Regions from separate parts of the Hordeum vulgare genome. Here region 2 is linked to region 1. Evidence: chromatin contacts called from public Hi-C data. All regions are on one chromosome and are shown on one strand. Each heading gives the region's core, a stretch centred on a gene start, on an enhancer-like site or on the middle of the called end of the contact. The rest is flanking DNA. Distances are from core to core; before and after follow the strand shown.

Region 1 (6,021 bases), core at 1,424-3,923:
ATATGCATGCTGCTGATAGTAAGACTACAGAGTAGTTGATACTCTTTAATGTCAACCCAGCTCAACAGATCATTCACTGCTTAATGATATACAGGTGCGTGAAGAACTTTTCAATCATTAAGAAAATATATGACACTAAAATGCTTAAACAGTAAACACTATTTAGATTAATATATTGTTCCAGAAGATCTAGTATACTTATCCAATTGAGATGGTCAATTTACAAAGCCACATTACAATCTAAAGTCTGAATTCTAGACATCTCCACATACGAACAATTGAGATGGTCAATTTACAAAGCCACATTACAATCTAAAGTCTAAATTCTAGACATCCCCACATAAGAATAATGTGCTGGTGATGGAAATAACCTGCAAAATACCCATTTCATTCCAGCTGTTGACAATGCCATCCATATAACTGTAACTGACAAAGAAACAGACGATGCCGTCAGGAACAGAAGAAGCCATTTCTAGCAAGAGGCGGCCATAATTCCTCACAACACCAGGATCACTGCGCATATCAAACTTTGTACTCACAGGTAGCTGATCACTGAAAATGATCAAATGGTTAACATTACACAACTGAATTCATATCATAACATAAAAAGGTAAAATAAGAATTTTGAGAGACAACTAAACCAGTTGCATAAATTTAGCACTAGCATCATGTTATTCTACTAGCATAAGGAGCATGCCATAAGTGTGTTTCCAAATATACAAACTTGAAATATGAAAGCACAAATGGATACAGATCATACCTTCCTCGTGTCAACACCATGGGACATATACAATCCCTTGTTAGGGACATTGTGAAGCTCCTGCTTATAACAGGCTGAAAATTCAGAAGACGAGGGTACAGAGTGATTGGGCTCAGAGTTCCCGAAGTGATGACAACAGTTTGGAAACGCTCGAAAACAGGTTGTATTGCGAGTGAAGCGTCATGACAACTGAGCTGGAACACACACAACCACATTAGCACATTGACACTGCAGCTTGTAACAACTGCACCACAATCTTTTAGAGTGGGTTAGATACCTGAATCACAGGATCACGAATTTCCGGCATTCTATCATCATAGGGTTCAATTATGATTGAAAAACCGCGTGAATAAGTTCCAATCAATGTGGCAAAGTCACAAATGGTCTGGATGTGCATGAATTCATCCGTGTCGGTTATCTCCAATGTAAGCAATAGAGAATGTAAGCGGTCATAACAAAACCTCAACATTCTCTGGTCAATTCCAGCCTGGGAATGGATTGAAGCAACAAAGGAAACAGGCATTTCATTCTCAACATTCTCTGTTTCAAGCCGCCCATCTAAGAATTTCACTAGTCTCTTCAAGACAGCAAGAAAATGTTCAGCCTTCCTGATATTTCCAGGTACAGCCTCCTTCAGAATGTCATCAGGCAAGGATGGATTCGCAAGCCAAGCATCAGATACTGCATCACAAGAAACACATTATTGTAAACTGTCCCCGGTAAGACCACATAATCAACAATGTAAAAATCAGATAGTGAGGAGGAATAAAGATACTCACTTGGCAGATTTCCCCTCTGTGCCAATCCATCCACCAGTCTATTGTATTCAGCACGAAGCCTATTGGCATCGGTGGCCTTGAACCTTCCTACCAAATAAATTAGTTAGTGAGCAACCTTTACATATCCATGTAAACTTTTGATGATTCTAAAGGAAACATCCACAATCCTGAAAGGAGCAAGTATTTACTTCTTCGATGCTCAGTACCTATCAATCTCTTGCGAGATGCGCCTCAAGTTTCGCTCGGCACCATCCAGTGTCTGCTTGCGAACGCTGACGCTCAGCGCCTCAATGCAGACGTTATCGATGTTGTGCGCCTCATCAAACACGACCACGCACTCCTTCTGCATCTCCCGGGACACAATGCTGGCCACCTTTGGGTCGAGCAGGTACTGGTAGCTGTAGACCACCACATTGGCGTACTTGACCATCTGCCTGGCGAGGAAGTAGGGGCATATCCGACGCTCACGGCCGAGCGAACGGAGGTCGGCGAGAGTGTAGACCCCAGGGGGCATGAAAGAAGAGAGGTCGCCGGCGGCCGCGGCCCGGTCGAATGACTCGAAGAATTCGCAGAGAGGGGTCGACTCCGGGTCGGAGGCCGCCTTGTCGCGGACCCAGGACGCCGTCAGGCGGCGGCAGGCTGTGTCGACGGAATCGCGGGCGGCGGAGGCGGAGGCCTGGGGGTGGACGCAGAGGTTCTTGCGGGAGGAGAGTCCGAGCGCGAGGAGGGAGCGCGAGGCCTCGGGCGGGAGGTGGGAGAAGAGGAGGCGGAGCTCGGCGAGGGTCTTCTCCATCTCGTGGACGGTGCGGGTGCAGTAGATGAGCCGGAGCGGGCGGGAGGGGTTGGCGAGGGAGTAAGAGGTGATGAGGGAGATGAGCGCCGCCGTCTTGCCGGTGCCCGTCGGCATCTCCAGCAGCGCGTGGCCGCGCGCGTCCAGGGCTCGCTTGAGCTCGCCCATGTACGCGTGCTGTTCCGGGTAGATCGCCGCGTACGGGAAGTGCACCGTCAGGCCTTCAAGATCGAACTTCATCGTGGTGGCTAGGAGGATGGAAGCCGCGGGACTGGGAGTCGCCGGAGCCGGAGCCGGAGCCGCCGCCACCGCCGGGAGTAAAGCTCGGGAGGTGTTCGGTGGAATTCCGCAAGGCGGAGGAGGGGATGCCTCGACCTAAGAAGGCCTGCTGGCGCGTCTGGACTGGGCCGATAACCGCCTATAATCCGAGAGCTCCTATTTCTCGCCGCTGCGTGACATAGGTCCATCTAACTCCCTCTCTCTCTCCGAATCAACTACTTAGCGAGCACTTTCTCACAAGCATTTCAACGATCACTTTCACGCGTCGTCACTTGGCACGTTCCCAGTTACCGTCACGTGTGACGTTCTGAGTGTTTTCTTTGGATTTTATTTTTTTATTGTTTTGCATGCTTTTTTGCTTCTTTTGAGTGTTTTTTTTTCTGATTTTTTTTGTTGTTCCGGTTTTTCATCGGTCTTTTGTAATTTTTGGACTAGAAGAACATTCGCGAAAAAACCGTTTTTCTTCTTTTACGTGAAAAAACATATTTCCTGTTTTTTTTTGCGAGAGGCACGGTTTTGCCTTCGCGAGGGGGCCTCTCGAAAAGGAAAAAGCGCGTTTTTTCTTTTTTTTTTGTGATAGACATGGTTTTGCCTTCGCGAGAGACACGTCCGTGCCTCTCGGAAAGGGGGAAACGCGTTTCTTTGGCAAGAGGCACGATTTTACTTTCGCGAAAGGCACGGTCTTGCCTTCGCGAGAGGCACATCCGTGCCTTTCGGAAAGGGAAAAAATATGTTTTTATTTTTATTTTCTTTTTGCGAGAGGCATGGTTTTGCTTCCGTGAAAGGCACGGTTTTGCCTTCGCGAGAAGCACGCCCGTGCCACTTTCGAAAGGAAAAAAACGTGTTTTGTGCTCTCTTTTTTTCTCGCGAGAGACACGGTTTTGCCTTCACGAGAGGCACGTCCCTGACTTTCGGAAAGGGAAAAAACGTGATTTCTTTTTTTTATCCATCGCGAAAGGCATGGTTTTATCGTCCGTTTTTTTTCCGGGTTTTTTTCATGAAAAAAAAAAGATAGCCAAAACCTATCAATATGAGATTCTAGTTTTGAAGATCTCGACGCGAGAAAGCCAACGGTGAAAACGGTTCCATATTTGGACGCACAGATTATTAGAAGATAAAACGTTTTGAAAATACAGATCTACGGAAAAAGGGAAAACTCTCAGGTTGCGACAAGTGGCACGCTATGCAGTGCGTCACTTGTCGCAATGTGTGAAGGAGAGAATAATCGTTGAAAGTGTACTCGTTGACTAGTGATTTCGTAAAATTCTCTGCTTTATGTTACAAGTGTGTATAAGTTTTCTTTGAGTTTTGTTTTTTCTTTTTCTTTGTTTTCTTCGAATTTCACCTGCTTTCATTGTTCTCTTACTTCTTGGTTTTTTTCTCCTTTCTTTCAACACATGTCAACATCTTTCATACACATCATACATTTTTCGCATGCATCAGGATCTTTTAAGCGTTTAACATTTTTTAAATACATATTTAATATTACTAGGCATATGCCCAGGCGTTGTCAGAGGGACCAAATACTTTTCTACACAATAATAAGACTATATCGGACAAATCTTGATGCAAAGCAAAGGAAAAAGTCCAAAACAAACTCAATTATAGACAAAAGCTAAATCAAATCCTAACCTTTGAATCCGGAAATTGACACTCTGAACTTGTAATCTCGGTCTATTTTAGACCATAGACTTGTTTGACACGCTGGGAATACTATAACCGACCGGAATTACCTGCTACTCTCACGTACGAGAATTTGGATTGATCCACTTTACAACATCAGGAATTCGTGAAGTTTAGAATTTTTTTTGCGCATTTCTAAAATTATCCAGAAATTTAAAAAATGTTCTTTTTTCTATTCTTGGCACAAATTCAATTATTTTTTGTTTTTTAAAATATGTTTGGAATTTGAAATTCTATTCGCATTTTTTAAAAACTATCTGTTATATACAAAAAAAATCATATTTGTCAAAAAACATCAGAATTCCAACAGTTTTTCAGATGCTACGAAAAATGATAAGGACTTTCCAAAATTGTGTAATATTTTACAAATAATGTTTTAGCAAATTCTTAAATTGTTTGTGTTTTGAAAAACACTGAAGCAACGAACTTCGAACTTATTTTTTGGGAAAAAATATTGAAAATGTAAACAATTTCAGAATGTCCGAACATTTTATAAAGAGTGGTAACTTTTTAAAAATTCTGAATACTTTAAAAAACAATTAGTTTTTGACAAACAATCAATTTCTAATAAGCAAACACTTTATGAAACATTTTTTTTGAAATCAGATTTTTTCTAAAGAGCAAACACTTTGTGTAAACTTTAAAAATGGGAACAAAGTTTAAAACCTCAACAAGTGTGTCATACCCTTGAAAGAATATATGTGACTTGTGTTTTGAAAAAGTTTATATAATGTTAAAATGTGTAACAATGTAAAAATAGACGTGAGGCGCTGATGCACGCATGTTTGTTCGGCCTGCCCATAAATCCCCCTATCTGGCGCTTCTAACAATGTAAAAATAGACGTGATGCACGCACGCACGTTTGCTGTAGGCGAGCGCAAACTGCAGATCGCATTAAGCAACGCATATCTGGCGCTTCTGGCACCGCCAATAGAGATGGTGCTCGCAACGCTTGCTCGTGGCCTTCAACACAAATAATAGTCTGTCGGTCGATCCTTCCTCACCTGGTAGTTTTTTACAGCTTTATTTCTCTGTTGGTAGTCTGCTCGCTCATTCAGGAAAAAATGGGTACCTTTTTATGTATATATAAAAATCACATTTTTTTAAGAATGCTGATTTATTTATAAAAATGTTAAATTTGAAAAACAATGTTCACATATGGAAAAATGTGATAAATTTTAAAAATGGCCTGAATTAGGAAAAATGTTATGGATTCTAAAGTGTTCACCGACTTAATAAAATTCATGGATAAAAAATGGTCTAGAATTTGGAAACAAGTCTGCAAATTTTAGAAACGTTGGGAAATTTTTAAAATGTAAATAGATATGAAAATGATATCAAAATTTTAAACATCAGGGATTTGAATAAAAGTTCAATGATTTGAGCAAAAATGTTCACAAATCTGGAACGCAAAATCCAAAAATGTTCCCAAATTCAGTAAAAGTTCAAAATTTTAAAAAAATCATAAATTTGATGAAATCAAAAAAATGAATTTGAAAAAGAAGGAAATTGGTAAGGAATACTAAAAATAAGAAAAAAAATAAAAGGGACCAAACCTGAGTGAAAATTGAGTAGAGGAGTCAGAGAAAAGGAGAAAGAAAAAAATGGTCAAAAAATTCTAGAAGCTTCACAAAATCTGGTGGAAGTAGCTTTTACATGGGATGGACCGTTCACCACAAGTACTCTAGTGAGGGGTGTTTTTGCTGAAGGAAGCATCATCATGTATTATG
Region 2 (6,021 bases), core at 1,343-3,842, 650 kb after region 1:
TTCTAGTTTTCTTTGCTTTCCGCTGCGTCCACCAAATCCGTTGATGTTTCGTGTTATCATGCCATGCGAGTCCACCATACCTTTGTCCGTCGGCCTTTTCTCCGGCCCTGATCCTTTCTATACAACTTTTGTGCCCTACTTGCCTTTGTTGTTTTCTATAGGATTTTCTGGACTTCTTTTGCATTGTCGATCTACGTCCATCGTGCCTTATCCGCGAGCTTCTTTCACCGACGGTTGTCGTGGACTATGATTTTCTGCGTAATGCTTTATTCTCTTGATGTGCCATCTTCTTTAGACAACCCATCTTCTCTTGATACTTATCTTGTATCTTCAAGTGATGCGGTGTCTACCTCTGATGTGCCATCTCTTCGTTCTCTCCTTCGGCGACTCGACAAGTTTTGAAGACTCTTCATGCTACGACGACACTCTCAAGACGTGGATTTGGATTATCATTGTTTTTTAGTATTACACTTCTTCAAATGCAATGCTATTGCATACGCTTTGCATTTGAGGGGGGGGGGGGGGGGGGGGGGGTTAGGAAGTATTAATATTAGTCTAGGAGTCCTCATTAGTCTATTAGTATTAGTCTAGGAGTCCTTATTAGTCTATGTTTACTTTCCTTGCACCTCAAGTCTTGTGTAATATATATATGCCCCTTGGGCCTTCAATAAACATAAGTTGCTTTCCTAACAAGTACATGCAGGGAACACTTGGAACACTTCTTCATGTGTTCCCCTTAACATACTACAATATATTTTGACGTCAAATTCTATAGAAATTTCGAATGAAAAAATGTTGACAAACACAGATTTGTTGACTTACACAAACATCTACTTGATCATGTATCTTTTGGTGTGAAGAATTAAAAGCCATAGATTACTCATCCACACAATTACAAGTGTTACACTTCTTTTTGCGAAAAAGTTACAAGACAGTGTATATTTTCTCCTAAATGAAAATCCTAATGCACAGAACACCAACAAGACAGTATATAATTGGATTAAGGGTCACCTCTTACCACGTCACCATCTCCCCATGGCTAATTCCCTTCGTCATCCAACGTTGCAGGATTTTGAAATCCTTTTCTGGATTTCTGGACAAGCTCCTTGTATCACAAATACATATACCGTTTGAATTTCTTGGGATTTTGTACTCCCGAACAAAACTTGTACCATTTGATTTGGAATTATCTAGCAATATAAACAGCAGTAGGAAAATGAACTGCAATCACACATATCGAAACACTGCGCCCAAAATTGATAAGACTTACAGGAAACTTGTGCGCGCTCTGGTGCAAAAGGATCGTCATCTTTGTCAAAGACCCGTGTAATTCGGTTCACAAGTGCACTTTTCCCAGCACCTCTAGGCCCCACCAACAACAATGTGGTGGTATCAGGCACCGAATAGTCCCCACCTTTTGTGTCGCCAACTCCTTCAATCCAGCATCCAGGCTTATACCTGCTCATAGGTTGAAATTACTGAACGGACATGCTGACCTCTCTATGTTCTTTACCATGAGATTTTTAGACTAGCTTTGCTACTTCCGCGTCATGTCATGAAAAATATATTATATATTATTTCTCCTTTTTTTCTACATAACCGCGTCATGTCACTCAAACCAAAGAACTCACTGGAGTAGATACATAATACATAGCGAAGCTGTATTGCATTTGGAAATACACCAGAAATAACACCAAACTAGTTTTTTAAGACAGGTATGAACCATTCCAACTTATGGGCTTGTGAAACGTAATTCCATAAATTGAGGATCGAAATGGTACCCTGATTTTAAGAGGAAAAATTAGTCTAAACAAACTCAGGAGTGGGACTGAAATGTTGCTGTCCCATAACGCATACTTCAGTGATGATCATGTGTAAAGCAAATACACATGAACATTGGCTCATTCCAAAACCAGAGACATGACACTCTTTTTCAGCATCCCTTTTAGAGAATCATGCGTGTGGCGCGTCAAATTACATGTTCTAGCAGTAGCACTCGGTATTTTCAAACAAAATAGTAGCATCTTAACACACAGACTGGGACCTATTTTCAATAACCACAAACCCTTGAGTGTAGATGTAAATATCACAGGAGACAGGAGCAGAGCACAAGAGATAAACAAATTAGAAGGGTTATTACTACCTCCTGATGAGGTCTTTCGCCTCCCGCAGCGACCGGTGCTGAAACTGGCTGCCATCGAGAAGGGCCGCCACCTCGGGGTCGTCGCAGATGCAGCACCCTTCGGAGTCGCCGTCAGAGACCGGCACATAATCGGCAAACCCTGTCGCCACATAATTAACCAGTCCATGCGCAAACCGGTCAAGAACAGAACCGATCGTACTACCAGATGGAAATTGGGACCAATCGATTACTAGCAGAGAGAATCACCTCGTCCTCGTGGGAGGGGCTCCGATGAAGACGAAGAAGGGGAGGCGGGGATGCTGGTGGGGCTGAGGTCACCGCTGCCGCCACCCATGGATTTCTGGCGGAGGTCGCGCGATTTGGGGTTTCGGCGGGTTTGGGGGTGGAGAAGAGGAGAATAAGGAGGAGATGGCGGGGACAGAGTAAAGCGGTCACCGCGTAAGTATTCCGATCGTGATATTTTGACGATGGGGTACGTCAATTTCATAAAGAGTTGTCCTGTTACGACTTGAGTATAAAAAAATATTTGATTTAAAAACCATCAAACATCAGAATGTAAATGATGCTGAATTTAAAGTAATACTCCGTCACTAAATATAAGTCTTTTTAAAGATTCCATTAAAATACAACATACAGAGTATATACAGACATAATTTAAAATATAGATTCATTTGTTTTGCTTCGTATGTAGTTCCCTCGTGAAATCTCTTAAAAAACTTATATTTAAAATAGATGAAATATAAAATCATATTTAAAAGCAAATTTGTCAGTAAACATGAATTTGTGTTTCATGCTAATAAGCTATGGATTCCAACTAACTTTGCTTATCTTTTGTTACGTTACGCATATGGGTACCTCACCTATCCTCGCGTCCTGCATTAGTCCACAAATCAAATTAAGATTTATCATCTCACATTCTTTTTAAAGATTTATCAAAATCCTAAAACTTTTCTTATCTTTCACGCAACTCCCTTGTCGCTTCCCTATCTGCTAGGCATGTATCATCAATGACAATCGTTAAGCAATACCCTATGTGAACCTTCTTCGCCGATGGGATCCACTCAACACAATGCTACACATATGTCGCTTTCTCCCATCGCCGATGCACGTGAGCAAGGTCTAACAATGACCATTGACTAGGGCCATATGTGCGCGTAGGCGTGGACTAGGGCCGAATACGCCCATTGAGGTGTTGCCCTCTCCTCGATGCATTAACTTGAGGGTCCACTATATTTCTCTCACCTAGCGATGGTGGCGGTTGAAAGACGAGCGCTGGCATGGGTTGAACGGTGGAAGATCCCCTCTCTTCGAGGCCCCTATCATTTCTTTCTTCTTGCATTGCCTCCATTGCACATTGGCGACCATCACTCCATCATTTATCCCTCTTTGATCCTTGATTGCTTGCTGCTCTTGTGATGGATGGCATGGAAATCCAACTCAGTATTCCAATTCCCTTGATTCTTTTTCTTGTGGCAAGGTAAAGATACACTTTTTCATGCTCGTATTTATTAAATTTATTTGCTAGAATCCTCATGGATTATAATTTGACATTAAAGTGCATTTTAGCACAGAGACCTCTCATCATCTGGTGTTTGTTGTTGTTGCCCAGCCCATACACTCTCTCCTACTCTGAGTAAATTTGAAGTCAATTGTCTTATTTTTGAACTCTAAAATTTCAAACCCTTGGCAAATGTCAATATTATGTCCAATTTATAAAAAATAATGATGCTTTGATATAGATTGCCAATGAACGTCATTGTGTGTCTACTAAGTTCCAACTAAGAAAGTTCAATTTGCTTTTTTACATGGGTAAGGCTGAGTAGCTGCAAAAGAGTAATTATTTATTGAAACAACTTTGGTTTTATCTTGATACTATTGTCAGCTATCATTAATGTGCAAGATTAACGACACCTTGATGCGCAAAAAGATCCACTAGAATATGATTGGTGTGAGGTATATCTCGGACACAATTGATCTTGAACCACTAGAATAGGCATGTCCGTGTTGCAATGAACGAACAATTAGCTAGTTATGATAATGGAAAATAGAAAGCCAGAGTAAGAGCTCAGAGCACCCATTGACAAAATGGCTCAAATTTAATCCAATAGGAGTTTAGCTGTGTCTTAAGTCCAATCTATCCAAATGTGTCAAATAAGTGGAATTAATGGACACATAGTTGCAAATTGTGGTGAGAATCCATATGTTGAGTCCTCGACATCATGAGTGATCTATGCTCAAGGAACAGAAACATTTTCACAAAGCTACAATCATGGTGGAGAAAAGAAATCCTTATCCTATAAAAGTGATCAGTGTGTAGTCCTCTCCGTCGAGCGCTTTTGCATTTGGGTCCAAGGACCACCTTCCAAATAGAGGCAGCAAAATTCTTAACCAAAATTCATCTTCAGCTATGGACAACATAATGAAAATGCAAATGAAACTTCTACACAAGATGAATGTTCACATGAGACGTGTAAAAGATTGACGCAAAGCAAGTCACATCAAAGGTTGAATGTATGTGTGTTGCTCATTCGGTAAATGGATGTGAAGCAAAGTTACCATCCAAGTAGAAATAAATTCAAAATTACTTTGTGGAAAAATTACAACTAGACGATGAATAGTTTTGGAACCCATCTTGCCATCTCCAAGTGCAAAAACTTGTGTACCACCTCCACTTAGACATGAGATTCCTAATGGTGAAGAAGGAACATCAACTTCAATGCATGTACACGATAAAATTAATTTGTCCCCGGAAATAGCGAGGACAAGAAGTAGCGCTAATGCCAAATAGCATTGTTGGGCTCCTTAGTGTAGGAGTCTGCAGTACACAACAATTTTTTTCCTCAATGAGAAATGGTGTATCAATTTGTTGTGGTACAGGTATTGTACAACAATTTAATATTCTACAACATAAATAAAACTTCATTTGTGTCCCCAACAATACTAACAAGGACGTCAACCTTGCTAGTCTTGCTATATAATATGGTGCATAATATTCTGTAATCTCGAAATTGAACAAAAGTAAATATAAAAGTGTGTGTAAAAGTTGTTGGAAGGTGATTTTTAGACTAAAAACTAGAGCAGGGTTCATAAGTTCACCAAATGCATCTCTCCAACATATAAAAGCGTGGTAAGTAATATAATTGTCAGAGTATGTTCTCGCAGATCGTTCAGTAGGGTGTCCCAACGAGGTGAGTAGATCGAAGGGGAAACATGAGACCAAATTTATCCATGTTCACGCCCTCTTTATGAGGTAAAATAATACGCATGCTCGTTTTGTATACCGTGATAGGGGTGTACAAAGTACATGCAATAACAAAGAGATTTTGACTCACAATCTTCTCCCTATCGACTAGCTCGGCCCTGACTTATATAAGATACCAGGGACCTTAGGGTCACATGAACATAGTCAGCTACGTCGGTGGAGAAGAGTCCTCCATGGTCTTGACTTTCTTGTCTTGAACGGCAAAGCGTAAAGAGCCTTCCTTCTATAGGGCCCATGGGATGGGATGATGGCCTAGGGCGGAAACCGACCTAAGGGGCCTTTGGACAACATATTTGGGCAAACAACTAGAGTGGTGAGGCACCCATGGGCCGTAACACCATTAGTAGGCCCTAAACTGGTCTACAAGCTTGACTACATACTGATCAGCAACGGTCTTCAATGTCGCCTTCTCGCTTGCCGATGTTTTTAAGCTCCCCAAAAGTTAGTGCTTAATTATCACCAACCTCCTATGTCGGGCTGGTATGTCTTGATACGTCCCATATGTATCTACTTTCCAAACACATTTGATTTTGGTTTGGACTATAATTTGCATGATTTGGACGAAAATAACCCGGACTAACATTGTTTTCAGCACAACAGATATTTTTTGTGTAGA

Evidence for each region. Hi-C and Micro-C count contacts between places; a contact is called where the count stands out from the background.
Region 2: a Hi-C map of seedling shows a contact between it and region 1, with 5 times the contacts expected there. The contact joins the promoter of LOC123424661 here to the promoter of LOC123424653 in region 1. A contact is called at or near these places in 1 of 6 Hi-C or Micro-C datasets (seedling) and 1 of 1 datasets of contacts at active chromatin or transcription factors (embryo).

The regions. Positions count from the first base shown.
Region 1 is chr1H:70,890,682-70,896,702 of MorexV3_pseudomolecules_assembly, forward strand. It overlaps LOC123424653 (general transcription and DNA repair factor IIH helicase subunit XPD), which reads right to left and starts at 2,674. Exons shown (of 11, transcript XM_045108305.1): 1 at 1,746-2,674; 2 at 1,540-1,622; 3 at 1,038-1,441; 4 at 761-954; 5 at 372-552. The coding sequence starts at 2,569.
Region 2 is chr1H:71,540,646-71,546,666 of MorexV3_pseudomolecules_assembly, forward strand. It overlaps LOC123424661, which reads right to left and starts at 2,593. Exons shown (of 8, transcript XM_045108318.1): 1 at 2,390-2,593; 2 at 2,144-2,282; 3 at 1,271-1,458; 4 at 1,019-1,190. The coding sequence starts at 2,477.